Regions from separate parts of the Mus musculus genome. Here regions 1, 2, 3 and 4 are each linked to region 5. Evidence: chromatin contacts called from public promoter capture Hi-C data. All regions are on one chromosome and are shown on one strand. The core of a region is the stretch at or near the end of the contact, and the rest is flanking DNA. Distances in the headings are between cores, read along the strand shown. Region 1 holds the start of Cdc25b (cell division cycle 25B). Region 2 holds the start of Mavs (mitochondrial antiviral signaling protein). Region 3 holds the start of Ap5s1 (adaptor-related protein 5 complex, sigma 1 subunit). Region 4 holds the start of Pank2 (pantothenate kinase 2). Region 5 holds the start of Gfra4 (glial cell line derived neurotrophic factor family receptor alpha 4).

Region 1 (2,700 bases), core at 171-2,670, 140 kb after region 5:
AAAAACCAACACAGCATGGCCCCTCCTCACCTAGAAGGGTGTGTGTGCTGGGATGCAGGTTGAGGGGAAAACAGCTATGTTGGTTTTGAAAATACAATCCTCAGAGCGATTTTATTCCAGGTCTTTGGAATGGAAGACCTTGTGGGGTCACATTTCTCTCCCTGTGCTGGCACTAAGGGCTGTAGGTCTGGACCTTGTCCTTTGACAGGAATAAGAAATGGGTCCCCAATAGCAGTATATAAGTTCCTAACATAGCACAGGAACTGGGCAAAATGTTGAAAGAAAAGAGCGGTCATGGCTCCTACTTTGGTCACTGCACTCAGGTGTGGCTAGTGTCGTCCTCCTTCACACACAGCTGAACCTCTTAGACCCCATCCCTACCCTTCATTACCCTTTTGCCATCCCTACCTGGTGGTGGTTAAAACAGTGAAGGCTGCTCTCAGCTCCTACATCCTGTACTGCACCCCACAACCCGTCCCAGAAGCCACACCTTCACTGCAGAATTTGAAAAAGTTCTCAACTGCCCACTAGGTCCTTCCCAGCTCATTCCAGGAAAACAGACTCAGCTGCAAGGTGATTAGGTCATTAGAAAACGCTCATTGTAAACTAATAGCAAATTCAGCCTCTTTCACCTTCAAAGAAACACTAAATATGGTGCTATTAACCCCAAATTAGCCAAGTGGGTGTGAGATTTTTTTCCCCCTAGTTGGGTTCTCTGGTGGCATGTCCCAACTGTGTGTTGCAGAAATCATTGCCTAAATCTAAGCGTCTAATTCTCAGGAGAATAGGCTCAGTGGGGTCACATCTAAACTCTGGTGCCCCAGAACCCAGCAGTTCCACTGTGCCTCGCAAAGGGCTGCCAGCAAACGACTGCAGCTGCTCTGTGAGGTCCAGGGGCGATGACAGGAGGCTGCACCATCAGCGGAGTCCCTGAGGGAGCTTCTATGTCTCTGCCACTCAACCGAACCTGTGACCTTAAACGAGTTAAAGAGCTTTTCAACGCTGGGGTCTGTGAACTGGACAGGGAACGCAGTGCTCACAGCATACTTGGCAAACGTCCTGGGCTCAAGCAGAGCGTCGCACCGTCCCTTACTGATGAACGTGCATGATGGTAAACGTTGAGGGCTCCTTATGAGGCCACCTTAGGGGATGACTACTCCCTCTGAGGGTAGAGGGCTGCTCCCACCTCCAAACCCTGTTCCAGGAGGCAATATCCTGGAGGCCCAGGATTCTCGCGTCAATGGGAGCGGGCGGGGCCGGGGCGGTACGTGTGGGGCAGGGGGTTAACCCAACTCCCCGAGTCACCCTAAGAAGCCAGGCGAGCAGAAGTAGCTGGTCCAGCCTCAGCCTCAGCCCCGCCCTTGGTCCCGCCCTCCCGGAACCGGCGCCCCCATTGGTGGCGTCTGGCGGCGCTGCCGCTGTTATTTTTCGAATATATAAGGAGGTGGAGGTGGCAGCTGCCCAGCTCGGCGTCCTCCCCTCCCTTCCTCCCCACATCCCTCTCCTCACTCCCAGGCCCATTGCTCTTCCTCCCTCCCTTCCCTCCCTCCTTCCCCTCACCCCAGGCTCACTCTCGGAGCTGAGCCAGCTGGGTCGGCGTCTGCTGGCCGCTGTACTGTGGCCCTCTAGCTAGCCTTTGCCCGCCCCGCCACGATGGAGGTACCCCTGCAGAAGTCTGCGCCGGGTTCAGCTCTCAGTCCTGCCCGCGTGCTGGGTGGCATTCAGCGGCCGCGCCACCTCTCGGTCTTTGAGTTTGAGTCTGATGGCTTCCTGGGGTCTCCGGAGCCTACAGCTTCCTCCTCTCCGGTTACCACTCTTACACAGACCATGCACAACCTCGCTGGGCTCGGCAGGTAGGATGCCCCAAGGGAGCTGGGTGTGGTAGTGGAATGGGAGGCCCGGATCAGGAGAGACTAGGCACCAGAGCTTAGAAGTGCAGAACTCCAACCCCTTTAGCCTTGTTTCAGTGACATGGGACGAGTGTGCTCTATGCGACTTACACCCTCGATATGAACGTCTAAGGATCATTTACCTCACTGCTCCTTCATTGTGCCTCCTGCACACTATCCTTAGGCAGAGGACCATGAGGTTGGCATAGAAGTGGGTCTTAAAAGGTTGTGCCCTGCTCTTTGAAAGCACCCAGTATCTGCCTAAGGCTTAAACTGACAAAAGACTGACCACCTCCTTAACCGTGCCTGTGGGGTCCCAGGTGGGTGGTCCAGCTGCACTAGAAAGCCAGGTCTTGCTTAGCTGTTGCCTCCAGGAAAACGCTGGATAGGTGAGGATGTGACAAGCAGGAGAATGGTCTACAGAGCTTCTGGACTGTCTCCTGCCCATCCTCCTCGCTCTTCCAGACCCTTAGAAGGGTCTTTCCTGAACCAGTCAAACCAGAGAAGACGCTCCTGGGCCTCAGTGGAATGAAAATCTTTGACCTGAGATACAGGCTAGTCCTAGGATCACCTCTCCGTGATAATGGGCCTGTCATAGTTAGGGAATACATGGGAGCATGGACCCATCAGCTTCCAAATCCAACATCCATTTCTTTTTCTCCTCCTCTGTGCCTCTTCTCCTTTCCTAGTGAGCCTCCAAAAGCTCAAGTAGGAAGCCTGTCGTTCCAGAACAGGCTGGCAGACCTATCCCTGTCCAGGCGCACCTCTGAGTGCTCCCTGTCATCTGAGTCCTCAGAATCTTCGGATGCAG
Region 2 (2,700 bases), core at 2-2,501, 190 kb after region 5:
ACAGCACCATGTCTGCCTGCTATGGTGCCTACTTCACCTTGCTTCCTGCCATGACCACATTGAACTAAACCTCTGTACTGTAAGCAAATGCCAATTAAATTTTCTAAGAGTTGCCATGCTCATGATGTCTCTTCATAGCAACGGGAACCCTAACTAAAACAAACAGTAATAAAATCTAATTTCATTCAAAGAGTTCCAGCATGGTGGCAGCTCTAACCTCAGTGCTCCCTTAGGCTTGTCTTTAAAACTGTATTAGATAGGAGATTATAGCATTAAGTATGTCATTGATGCATTTTTCAGCTTTTTTCCTGTTTTATATTTATGATGGGAGGGGTGATAAATGCCAATGCTTTTTGGAGTTAGTTCTCTTTCCATTATGCAGATTACAGTGGTCAGACTCAGATCTCTGGCTTGGCAAAAAGTGCCCTTACCTGCTGAGCCATCTCACCAGCCCCAGTTGATATATTTTTACATGTGCTCCAGCTGCGTACTCTCCACCTACATCGAGTTATAAGACATTTCTACCATCTAGCCGTGCTGAGGTAACTGATTTCTTTTTAACTATGTTCGTTTTTTACTTCTGGTTGAAAGAATTGACTGGAAGCGAAAAGCTTTCGTTCCTTTGTCTCTGTAAGCCAGTGGAGGTCAGAGGAGTCGGGTTACCCTGGTGTTGGAGCTATAAGCGGTTGTAGCTTGGTGCATATCCCCAGATAGATGCAGTCTTTTGCTGCATCCTGTTCCTACCAGCCCAGCTGGTGTCATCTGGCTAGGCACTCATGTCCCTATGACATTTTGTGCGACACTACGTTTATGGAGCACTGGAGACATAGGAGCAGATCACATGAAGACCCTCTCTCCTCCAGTACTTGGCTAGAAGATCTGCTTTGCCTGAGGAATGGAACGGAATCTAAGAACTGCAGTTTTCTGGGTATCTGGACTTCCCCTGAAAAGTGTTCTAGACTAAGCAGGAAGAAACAATCTCCCTAATGCACCTGCAGGAAATCAGAAGAGACCTCAAGCAAGGCCTGCGGGGCACCAGCCGCTAGACCAGCCGCTCCGGAACATCAGGACTCATCCACTGGCCCTGCGACCGGCCTAGCTCAGCTCCGCCCAGGCATCCCCAGCCCAGCCAACAGCCGTACTTCCAACTCTATCACAGTCTGGCTCTGCCAGGCCAATGACTGCGCTTCCGATCCCGCCCCTCCTCCCCACGCCTGACCAATAGCTGCGTGGCTGGCTTCGTCCCGCCCCCTTCATCTGCGAGGGCTCTGCACAGTCGAACGCGGTCAACCTGTTGCCTAGTCTGGTTTCTCTTGGTAAGTTTGCAGCCTGGGCGTCGGTGCTCAGGACTCTGTGTTCACTGAGATCCTTCAGGGAGGGAACCTTGGCTAGGGCCAGTTACGCCTGGGAGTCCGCATGGGCGCCCTGGGCCTGGGCGCGTGGGGTCGGAGAGGCTCCTGAACTAGGGGAGAATGAGGTCGGCCACACACGGATTCGCGACCCCGGCAGTTCCTTGATCCGCATCCAGCACCTTTAGCAAGCAGGTAGGTGGTGCCGAGAGTTTGCCCAGGCTGGACAGAAAGAACCTCGGAGTGCCCCCTGCTTCTCCCAGGCCCTGGTGACTCGAGCGAGGCCTGGCTACGAGCAACGACCTGTGGCAGCCGCGCCAGGGAGTAGGCCTGCCAGTCCGGGCTACGGCCTGATCCTGGATCTGGGCAGTTGCAGGCAATAACATCTGTTCAAAACAGCCTCCCTGCACTTGGAGACCTGAGTCCCGACAGGAATCTAGTCCGAGGCCAGGAGACTTGTCCCTCGGGAGTGTGGATATTTATTTCCACGACCCGGACAGAAGCTCTGTGGAAGTCAGGTCGGAAGCTTTGCTGTGTCCAGGACACTCTTGCCACCTCCCTTTCTGTTATAAGAAAGGGTCTGATATAAGAAAGAAGTTTGAGGAAAAGGATGAAATCAAAAGAAAGCAGAAAACAATGTTCTTTGGATACCGGGAAGCTTCAAAAACTTGAAGGGCATTCAGCCTCGATCTCAGAACTCAGGTGAATGTCAGTAAGGGCAGCATTGATGCCAGTTGTGTCTGAGAGACTTTTATGTCTTCAAAGAGCCTAAATGCTGCATCTTCTCACCCTATAGTCACATCCCCAGGCAGTGACCTTGGTGTAAAGAGGGGCTTTGTGGTTTTCCTGCTGCAGGGACCTCTATGCTGTTAGGTCATGGCAACAAGTCTGGGTACAAATTCCACACTGCAGGTCAGCCGTGTAGCTTGGTATCACTTCCTCTCTTGTGATTGTGTTAAAGGACATAAGTAAAAGGACCTCAGGCTGCCTCTGTTAACAGAGAACCTTCGAGAAATGAATAACTGTGAGCTTCCTCTGCTTTTGGTGGGGCTCCATGCCACTCCCCGCCCCCAGGCTGCATTCAGAGTTGTGGTTGGACTGCAGAAAACCAATAATTTGACTCCCTCATCGTCACATCTTTCTAGGTGACCTGGGAAAGGGGGAGGAAGGGTTTCATCAGGCTGGCCTCTACAGAGGCCTCATTTTTCATCCCCTGAAGGCTCAACAGACCTCAATCTTATCTCCTTGATCTCCCAGCCTTCCATCCTTAGCTCTTTGTAGGAATGTAGCATTTGGTAGTTAGCAGTGGCAGAGGTCACTAGGCAGAACTGGCACCCCGCCTCCCACGTGG
Region 3 (2,700 bases), core at 81-2,580, 170 kb after region 5:
AAGAAAGAGAGAGAGAGAGAGAGAGAGAGAGAGAGAGAGAGAGAGAGAGAGAGAGAGAGAGAGAGGAAGAAGGAAGAATTCAAAGTAAATTATTACTTCAGTGGGTTTGCTAGATGGCCAGGCACATTGCTAACATGAAGTAGACACTGTTAGGCTGGCTGCTTTTGACCATGTCTGAGGTGGCATGCACGCATGTTTCCAGGGACCCAACAGACTCTCTGAAGCAAAGGTCAAAAGAGGCCAATGGCCACAGGGCAAGTATCTCCCAGGGCACACCCACATCAGGTGAGCCCTCCAGTTCTGCCTGCCTCCAGCACTGACCAGGGAAGTCATCTGTTGTACCACCTCTGCCTGGGTCCCCCACTGTCCTCCAGGGTACTGGCTCAGTGCATTCTTCTCCCCACATCCCACACAAGATTAGTAGTTTCCAGTGGTTTTGGGACTTGATATGGACTGTCTGAACAGTGAAGAGAGGCCAGGATATCATGCTCTCAATGCCAAGTGGCCCCCCAGCTGCCACAGACCTCTCTGCCAGTTCTTTGCTACAATCTGCTGGCAGACATGAGGCCTGGCCCAGAGTGATAGGGACCGGGGACAAGGAACTTCTGCCAAGAATGGAGCAAACATAACTCCCTAGCTCTCTGATTGAGACACCACTCTGCCTGGACCCATCCTTTTGTATTGCATCTGAGATCGAAACACTCGCAGCATATGCAGTACCAGTCCCCTGAAACTGCCCTAGTTCTTATGGCCTAGAGGGTTCAGGATGCAGTCCTTAATGAGGGGCTTTCTTCAGAACCCCTGCCTGGGCCACTCAAATCTTTCTTTTTGTCCTCAGACACTAGTCAAGTGACTGTAGACCTGCCTTAGAAAGCCTAAGGAATTCCCATGCCTTTCAGAGTTAAAGGAATGTGTGTGTCCCAAACACCTCTTGGGCCATTGGTTCAAATGTAAACTCATGACTGCGTTTCAGCAGGCAGACTTCTGCTCCTGCAATTCGGTCATTACTACTGCACAGAGCTTGGCCTGAGGACAGCCGAGCGGAGGCTTCCTTGGACAGTTCCGCGCACGCCGCCGGGGTCCTCAGCGCCCCCTGGCGGTCGCCCTCGCAGTGGCCAGGCCGCAGCTGATCAAGGGCTTTCTAGCGCCTTCAAAGAAGCTTTCCGTAGCCATGAGCCCTCCAGGGCGCCCCCGCAGCCGAGGGGATCGGCTGGTCAGAAGCGTGTACGTCCTCGGGAAGTCGAGGACCACGCCGGGACCACAGGCCCATGGCTGAACTACAAACCCCAGAGTTCAGCGCGCCGCTGCTGCCCGCGCGAGGCAGTGACGCAACTGGGGCAGATAGTGGGAGGAGGACGTGGTGCCCTGGGGTAATGACGCGCTCAGCTGGCGGCAGAAGGGTGACCAGAGGTCAAAGTCTGCAAATCTAGGTTCCCTTCCTGAAGCGGGCTTGCTAAATTTCCTGTTGGGTAACTTTGAATTCTTGGTCTGTTTAGCTTTAGCTGTGGCTAAACACTGTTTCTCCTCAGCCTTGAGACCGGGGGCTGCCACTCTCGCTTTGCCCAGAGCGGCCAGGCTCTCTCTCTGTGTATCTGTGGCTGACTTGAATTCCTGATTCTCTTGCCTCCGCCTCCCGAGGGTTGGGATTTCAGGTACGTGCCACCACGTCTTTCTTTTTGAAATGATTTCGGTTATCTCGGTAGATCCCTTTGGGTAAGGTTTGCCCCGCTCACTCTGTCCCAGCCGATGTGAATCGGTTGCAGATGCGGCATTTTAGAGGTATTTTCTTGAGTGTTTCCTAAAACAAAGACATGTTCCTGCATTCAAAACCAAGTGTCACTGATGAAGACTCCCCTCTCACACTCCATACTAAAAGTTGTCTCAATGGAGCCCGGTATGGAGGCTGGGTTATTTTGTTCCGGGAGCAGACTTGGCATTCAGCTGTGGTCTCTGATTTTTTTTTTTTTAGTTCTCAGTTTTTCCTGCACTCGCATGACCCGTATGCATTTGGAGATTCCCTGACAGTTTTGCAGAAGTAGGTTTAGCGACATAGGAGATATGTCCAGCTATGGATGGCCCTTGTTCTGTGATGCAGAGCAGGCACTAGATTATTCAGAGGCTAGGCAGATCTAGATGGTGATCGCTGTCTAGCCACACAATCTCTGGACACACTCCCAGGCCACACCCCTCATTAGGGTGCCTCCTTAGCAGGGGATTCACTTTCACCATCTAGGTCTCTGGCTTTCCTGGAGCACCCACCCTGGAGCTATGGTCCACGCTTTCCTCATCCACACTCTGAGGGCCCCGAATTTGGAAGATACAGGCCTTTGCCGAGTGCTCTATTCCTGTGTCTTTGGTGCTGAGAAATCACCCGATGATCCACGGTCACATGGTGCAGAAAGGGACAGGCTCTTCCGCAAGGAACAGATTTTGGCAGTGGCCAGGTAATCACACAGCCCAGCTCCAAGCTTCATTGAACACAGAGGTAGTAATAAGGGACACTGGAATAGGACAGGCAAACAGGAAGACCAAAAATCTGAATGTTTCCCCCAGTTGTCCTCCATTGTTTATAAAGTATCACTATGAAGAGGAGCTAAAGAAAGAATGTTATTATCATGGTAGTTAGTATTTACTGCACTGGGAATATGTTCTGGGAATTGTATGTATGTGTGTGTGTGTGTATATATATATATATATATA
Region 4 (2,700 bases), core at 197-2,696, 220 kb after region 5:
GGACAGAGACAGCATGAGAGGCTGGCAGCATGCATTCTTACTTCAGCATGTGGCTGCCTGGTACTCTAGGGGGACCAGAAGAGAGAGTGGAATGGCCAGAAGTTACAGAGGGTTGTGAGCCATGTGGAAGCTGGGAATTGATTCCTGGTCTTCTGAAGAGCAGTCCTACTCTGTTATGGGCATTCCTGATTTTTGTTAGATCCAGTGTGTGTGTGTGTGTGTGTGTGTGTGTGTGTGTGTGTGTTCCTGCGGAAGCTGGAATTTCAAGTTAGGAAATAAGGTTTCCAGAGTTAATTCTACACTGTGGGGTACTAGTTTGGAGCAAGTATGGGAGTGTTTTTCAGCATTCACAAGAGAAGCTCAGGCCGGAACTATTAGTGAGGGAGTAAGTTAGAAGGTAAGAGGGCTGTTATTCAAGGGACATTATCTCCTCCCAAGAAAGGTACTTAGGAAATTGTGAGAAAGCCTCAGTCACTTAAAATTGAGGGACTGAGGGAATGCTTCAGGGGTATATCTGGGTGGGATATCAAGGGTTAGGGCACTTGGGAAGGGCAAACGATTTAAAAAAAAAATCCATCTTCTGTAAAAACCCAGGGGTCTGGAGCTATGGTTCAGTGATTAAGAGCATTTGCTGTTCTTGCAGAGGTCTGGGTTAGATTCCTGGGATCCATATGGGGAAATCCCTCGATTTCTTCTGCCCTCAGCGACCATCAGGCACACACCAGGGTCACAGACATACATGCATGAAAAATGCTCAAACACATTAAAGAAAAACAAACAAACAAAAACCCCAACAACAACAACAACCCCAACCAACCTAACTTCCAAGCCTTCATACTGCCTTCTTCAGGAAGGGGAGTAGGTGAAGGATTTAGAATCCACCTCCTCCCGCCAGTTGTCATGGAGACAAACCTCAGTCTTTTCATTCCTTCTGGTACTGGGAATGAAGTCATAGCACAAAGGAAGAGACGGTGCTTGTACTTTGTGGACTGTAGTGTGGCTCCTACTGCAGCTATAGAACCAGACCCGGGGACAAAGGCTAAGGTTAGTCGCAGCTCAGAGTCCTTCCTTCTGTTAACACTTCTCAGTAGCTTCGGGGGCTCTATTGGGCGGGAGGAAGGAGTGATTCGTGAACAGAGAAGAGATAGTAGACTCCCTGGAGTTCTAGGGAATAGGGGAGCAGCTTGGCCACCGCTCTCGCGGATGCACAAGAGAGGGCGCCCCTCACTCAAATCCTTTGGGCCCCTCCACGATCGCTCCCAGCCTGCGCTGACCCCGCCTTCATCCGTCCAGAGTGCCTGTCGTTGGATGGTGGCGCGGTCTCTTCGGCTGGAGTCTGGGAGCCTATTGGACAAGACCTCTGGAACCCGCCCCTAGCCAGCTCGGATTGGCTAGCTGCACGTTGGCGCAACGGAAAAGGCGGCAGCCGGCGTGCGCCTGCGCTCCAGCGGGCTGCGCGGAGGCGGCAAGGCGGCGCTGGGGGGCTGGCTCGGGCGGCAGCGGCGGCTGTTGCGGATGGGAGCGGGCCGGTTTGGCGCGCCTATGGAGCGCCAGGGCAGGGCTGCCGCCACCTCAGCCGCGGTCGGCGAGTCTGCGGACTCGGAAGCGCGGAGGCGGGACCCGCTGAGGCGCCGGGCGAGTAGCGCGGCGCCGTCGGGGTCCGGGGAGGCGGAGAGTGTGAGACGGGAGCGGCCCGGCTCTCTAGGCGGCTCCACCTCGGCCGGCCGCCCGCGCGCCGAAGGCCTCCGGAAGAGGCGGCCGCGTAAGTGCCCCGGCACGGCCGTCGTTGTTTGCGCGCCGGCGGTGCCCGCGCGAGGGCTCCCCGCCACTTCCTCCCTGTCCCCTGGGGTGTTCTTTTCCTGAGACTCCCTCTTTTTTTCTTGAGAAGGCTCCTCCTCTCCCAAGTCCCTTTGAATCATCCATCGCGCTCACAACTGAAGCCTTTTCTATGGTGATTAATTTGGAGGTTGCTAGAAAATGCCCCTGAGGCGCAGCAGGCCCAAAACTCGACTCTGGGCTCGATACGCTTCTAAGCTTTGCTCGGTTTTCTTCCCGAGAGAATTCAGGTCATCTCGCATCCAGAGGTTTTCCCCCGTTTCCCTTCCGTTAGTTCACGGGAATTCCGGTTTCAGCCATAGCATTCTGGGCAGTAAAGCCTTTTCTTTGGAAGGGAGTCGACCTGTTCCTCAGTTACTCTTAAGCCTAGGGAGTTACTCTTTTCAGAGAATCGGGTTCTCATTTTATTACCAATTTGTGTTTCTTGTCTTGTGTGTTTTCTCCCCTTTAAAGCCTTTAGGGCTGTTGTCTAGCATCCACGACTACTGCTGAAAGTGTCAATTGTCCTAATACTGTAATAGGAACTTTTCAGCATAGCTGTCTGTGTTTTACATGTGGTTAAGACCTGGATATCAGATTACGGTATGAGGAAGGTAAATGCTGAGTGCAGGCAGGCTATGAGAATTACGGGAAGTGGCTTGATGTGTGAGGTCTGTTGGATAGTCCGCGCCCAGCCCTACCTGCTCACCCCCACCCCAGTTGCTTTTATCGATGATTTGAGCGATTGGATGTAGCTCTGTTTTGCCATGGAAGGTTTGGAGGATGTATGTATGTATGTATGTTTAGTACTTTATATCACTATATGTATATATTTTTTTTTTCTTTTCTCGACTTGTAAGAGATTTTATAATACCAGCCACTTGG
Region 5 (2,700 bases), core at 159-2,658:
CCTCCGGGCAGCGGTCGCGGGAGCCGGGCGCGGGAGCGCATGAGGCCTGGAAGGCAAGGAGACGGGGCCTGCGCGCGCCCGGACGCGGGTGAGCGGCCCAGCCCGCCCCGCACGCACGCACCGGCACAGGCGGCTGCGCTCGCAGCGCTCCAGGGGCTCCAGGCAAGAGGGCGGCACCAACCCCGGGCCGGAGAACGCGCAGGCGGGCGCGAAAGTCTGGCGCCGGCGCTCGGCGCACGCGGAGCCTTCGCAGCCGCAGAAGAGCAGCGCATGCGTGAGCGCCGGAGGCCCACGCGCGAAGAAGCGGCGCAGGGCTCGGCGGCAGCGGGAGCGCACGCAGCCCCCGGGTCCCGGCCTGCCCCCGGGCGCTGCCCGGCCCAGGCATCGTGCCACGTACTCAGAGCGCAGCTGCTGGCACCGCTCGTCTGCTGTACACGCCTCGGCCGCGTCCACGCAGCGATTCCCGTCGGTAAAGCTCGCAGACCCTGGTGAAGGGCGGGCAGGCTGCAGTCCTCCGTGCTTGGTTCTCCACATTCCACACCCTTGAATTTTTGGGGAAGGGGTACCCAAACCCAAGGGGAGAGAGTGTGGCCCATAGGCGTGACCCGTTGATCTTGAAGAAGGGGCATGAGCAGGCACTAGGGATATCTATCTACCCAGGATGTGAATGGATGCAGTATTCAGAGATTGGGCCTGACCTTTCCCCAGAAGCTGAGGTTCAGCCTCCACCACCATCTCCAGAAATGGCCCATGCATCCACAGAGGGGCTACTGGGCCCCTACTATCCTCCCCAGCTCTGCCTGACAGGACACTGAGGCTTAATGGACACATTAATCATAGCACTCCCCATTCTCCTCTTGACACGCGGATGGTCCCTTCTCTGACACATGGAAACCCCGTGAGTATATCTACAGGTTTCTGGCCCTCCTCCCATCCTGACCTGTGCCTCCTGACCCCTGTCCACATGCTTCTTTATTGGTCTAACTCAGCTCAATGAGAGGGACTCTGGCTCCGGACCACAGAAGGGGATTGTGAGCATTGGATTCTCGACAGGTATTGTATATTGAACAGCACATTCAGACCCTGGCTTCCAGAAGTAGATTCAGACAGACCAGACCCCTGATGGCAGACCGTCCTGAGACAGACCTGACCGTTTATCAGTAGTTTCAGTGAAGACTTATATAACTTATGTCACAGATGACAACCCATTCCGGGGAAAGAGAATGCCTGCCTCTGTTGGAGTAGCAGCTGTGTCCGAACTTGCCAGTGGACATACGTAAATCCAGCCAAGTCACCAAATTCAGGTTTATGACACTTCCTTTTCCCACCTTCTTACCTCTCTGGCTTCCCAGACCCAGGAAAATCGCCTGACCTGGCCTCTCATCCATCAAATGTGCTCTTCTCAACATGGCGTGTCTCTGCTCTAAGAGCCACCATGAATCAGTAGGGGACTCCCAAGAGCAGGAGCTCTGAGGACCACATTTGGTCAGGGGGAGGAAAGGAAAAAGAAAATCCCCGGGGCACAGGTATCAAGGCTAGATTTGGGAAGGGTGGCTCAGCTGAATGGGAAGATGGGGTACAAGGCATTGCACAGCGGGGGTGGCATATTGCGACAGATCCTCGGCCACAAAGCACAAGCCAATTTTGAGCATCCCTTCAGCAACCCAGCCTTTTCTTTGGTCACTTTTACAATCCCACCTTGTCCCTGATGGTTAGGGCTAGAGAGGGCAGGGGCCAGGGCCAGGGCCAAGGAGGAGACAGGCTCTCACCCAGCAGCAACAACAGCAGCAGTGCAGACTCCATGCAGTGGGCCATGACGATTGGCAGAGAGAGCCCCAGTTGGACAGATGTCTCTTCCTAGGACCAGCTAAGCCTGGAAGGCAGCAGGCACCTGCTGACAGGTGCACTCCCAGCTTTAGAGAGGAAATAACATCCTGCTCTCTTCACTCTGTCTCCACCCCCGGACAGCACCTTCAGGTGGATCCAAAGTCACTAAGCCAGGGCCTGAAGTTACTGGATAGATCCAGAGTACTGGACTGCCTGCTGTGCACAAGCCATTGGCTCCTAGTGGGAACAGTTAGTTTCTCCTGGGGACAGGGGTAGGGGAACTTCTTGAGACTCAAAAATTAAGCAAGAATTAAACCTCTCAAGTCCAGAAGAGCTGAAACATGTGAGATTCACAAGGCCTCTCCTCAGGGTTACAGGCAACGGCTGAAAGAAGACATCCCAGCAGGCAGGCTACCCGCCAGCCCTGCACTGCTCTAGGCTCACCACCCATGTCTAAGTGGGTGATTTTTGACAATTATACCCCTGTAAGTAATTCCAATAAACTCAAATAATGAGTAAAAATAATAATAACAAATTCCCCCCAAATAAGTATTTGCCAAGTTGAACTTTGATGGATTTATTTCTCTGGCCCAGTGTCAGTTGCCTGTCTAAGATGAAGAGGCATGTGTGTTGTCTCTCCTCAGGAAGCCTCTGACAAGGCATGCACTCACCACACAGGCACATGCACACATACACACACACACACACACACACACACACACACACACACACACACACACGTGGGGTTGCTACACTCAGCTTTTAATGGTTTTGCTGGGGGTTGAACTCGGGTTCTCATGCTTGTGTGGAACTTCACCAATGATGTCATCTCCCCAGGCCCTCTGCACCAGGAACCTTGGTGTTAACCAGGGT

The links. Promoter capture Hi-C pulls out the DNA fragments that hold promoters and counts their contacts. Capture Hi-C pulls out chosen DNA fragments and counts their contacts.
Region 1: a promoter capture Hi-C map of macrophages shows a contact between it and region 5, with 5 read pairs. The contact joins the promoter of Cdc25b here to the promoter of Gfra4 in region 5. A contact is called at or near these places in 12 of 39 promoter capture datasets (the 3T3-L1 cell line, the C10 cell line, the HPC-7 cell line and 9 more), 8 of 484 Hi-C or Micro-C datasets (the G1E-ER4 cell line, Sertoli cells, bone marrow-derived macrophages and 4 more), 13 of 115 datasets of contacts at active chromatin or transcription factors (the 230-238 cell line, the NIH/3T3 cell line, bone marrow-derived macrophages and 7 more) and 5 of 9 other capture datasets (adipose tissue, embryonic stem cells, liver and 2 more).
Region 2: a contact with region 5 is called in a promoter capture Hi-C map of embryonic stem cells. The contact joins the promoter of Mavs here to the promoter of Gfra4 in region 5. A contact is called at or near these places in 13 of 39 promoter capture datasets (the 3T3-L1 cell line, 3T3-L1-derived adipocytes, the C10 cell line and 9 more), 2 of 484 Hi-C or Micro-C datasets (bone marrow-derived macrophages and embryonic stem cells), 9 of 115 datasets of contacts at active chromatin or transcription factors (astrocytes, bone marrow-derived macrophages, craniofacial prominence and 4 more) and 3 of 9 other capture datasets (adipose tissue, macrophages and pancreatic islet).
Region 3: a contact with region 5 is called in a promoter capture Hi-C map of adipose tissue. The contact joins the promoter of Ap5s1 here to the promoter of Gfra4 in region 5. A contact is called at or near these places in 12 of 39 promoter capture datasets (the 3T3-L1 cell line, 3T3-L1-derived adipocytes, the C10 cell line and 8 more), 2 of 484 Hi-C or Micro-C datasets (bone marrow-derived macrophages and embryonic stem cells), 7 of 115 datasets of contacts at active chromatin or transcription factors (astrocytes, bone marrow-derived macrophages, differentiating embryonic stem cells and 3 more) and 2 of 9 other capture datasets (adipose tissue and pancreatic islet).
Region 4: a promoter capture Hi-C map of the HPC-7 cell line shows a contact between it and region 5. The contact joins the promoter of Pank2 here to the promoter of Gfra4 in region 5. A contact is called at or near these places in 22 of 39 promoter capture datasets (the 3T3-L1 cell line, 3T3-L1-derived adipocytes, the C10 cell line and 15 more), 5 of 484 Hi-C or Micro-C datasets (the HL-1 cell line, the HPC-7 cell line, bone marrow-derived macrophages and 1 more), 7 of 115 datasets of contacts at active chromatin or transcription factors (bone marrow-derived macrophages, embryonic stem cells, extraembryonic endoderm stem cells and 2 more) and 4 of 9 other capture datasets (adipose tissue, liver, macrophages and 1 more).

The regions. Positions count from the first base shown.
Region 1 is chr2:131,185,528-131,188,227 of GRCm38.p6, forward strand. Cdc25b (cell division cycle 25B) reads left to right here and starts at 1,421. Exons shown (of 16, transcript NM_023117.4): 1 at 1,421-1,853; 2 at 2,579-2,700. The coding sequence starts at 1,654.
Region 2 is chr2:131,232,812-131,235,511 of GRCm38.p6, forward strand. It overlaps Mavs (mitochondrial antiviral signaling protein), which reads left to right and starts at 1,252. Exons shown (of 7, transcript NM_001206385.1): 1 at 1,252-1,316.
Region 3 is chr2:131,209,030-131,211,729 of GRCm38.p6, forward strand. It overlaps Ap5s1 (adaptor-related protein 5 complex, sigma 1 subunit), which reads left to right and starts at 1,331. Exons shown (of 3, transcript NM_001291031.1): 1 at 1,331-1,652; 2 at 2,234-2,444. The coding sequence starts at 2,269.
Region 4 is chr2:131,261,054-131,263,753 of GRCm38.p6, forward strand. It overlaps Pank2 (pantothenate kinase 2), which reads left to right and starts at 1,447. Exons shown (of 7, transcript NM_153501.2): 1 at 1,447-1,762. The coding sequence starts at 1,516.
Region 5 is chr2:131,041,274-131,043,973 of GRCm38.p6, forward strand. Gfra4 (glial cell line derived neurotrophic factor family receptor alpha 4) reads right to left here and starts at 1,409. Exons shown (of 6, transcript NM_020014.2): 1 at 1,337-1,409; 2 at 122-485; 3 at 1-68. The coding sequence starts at 1,409.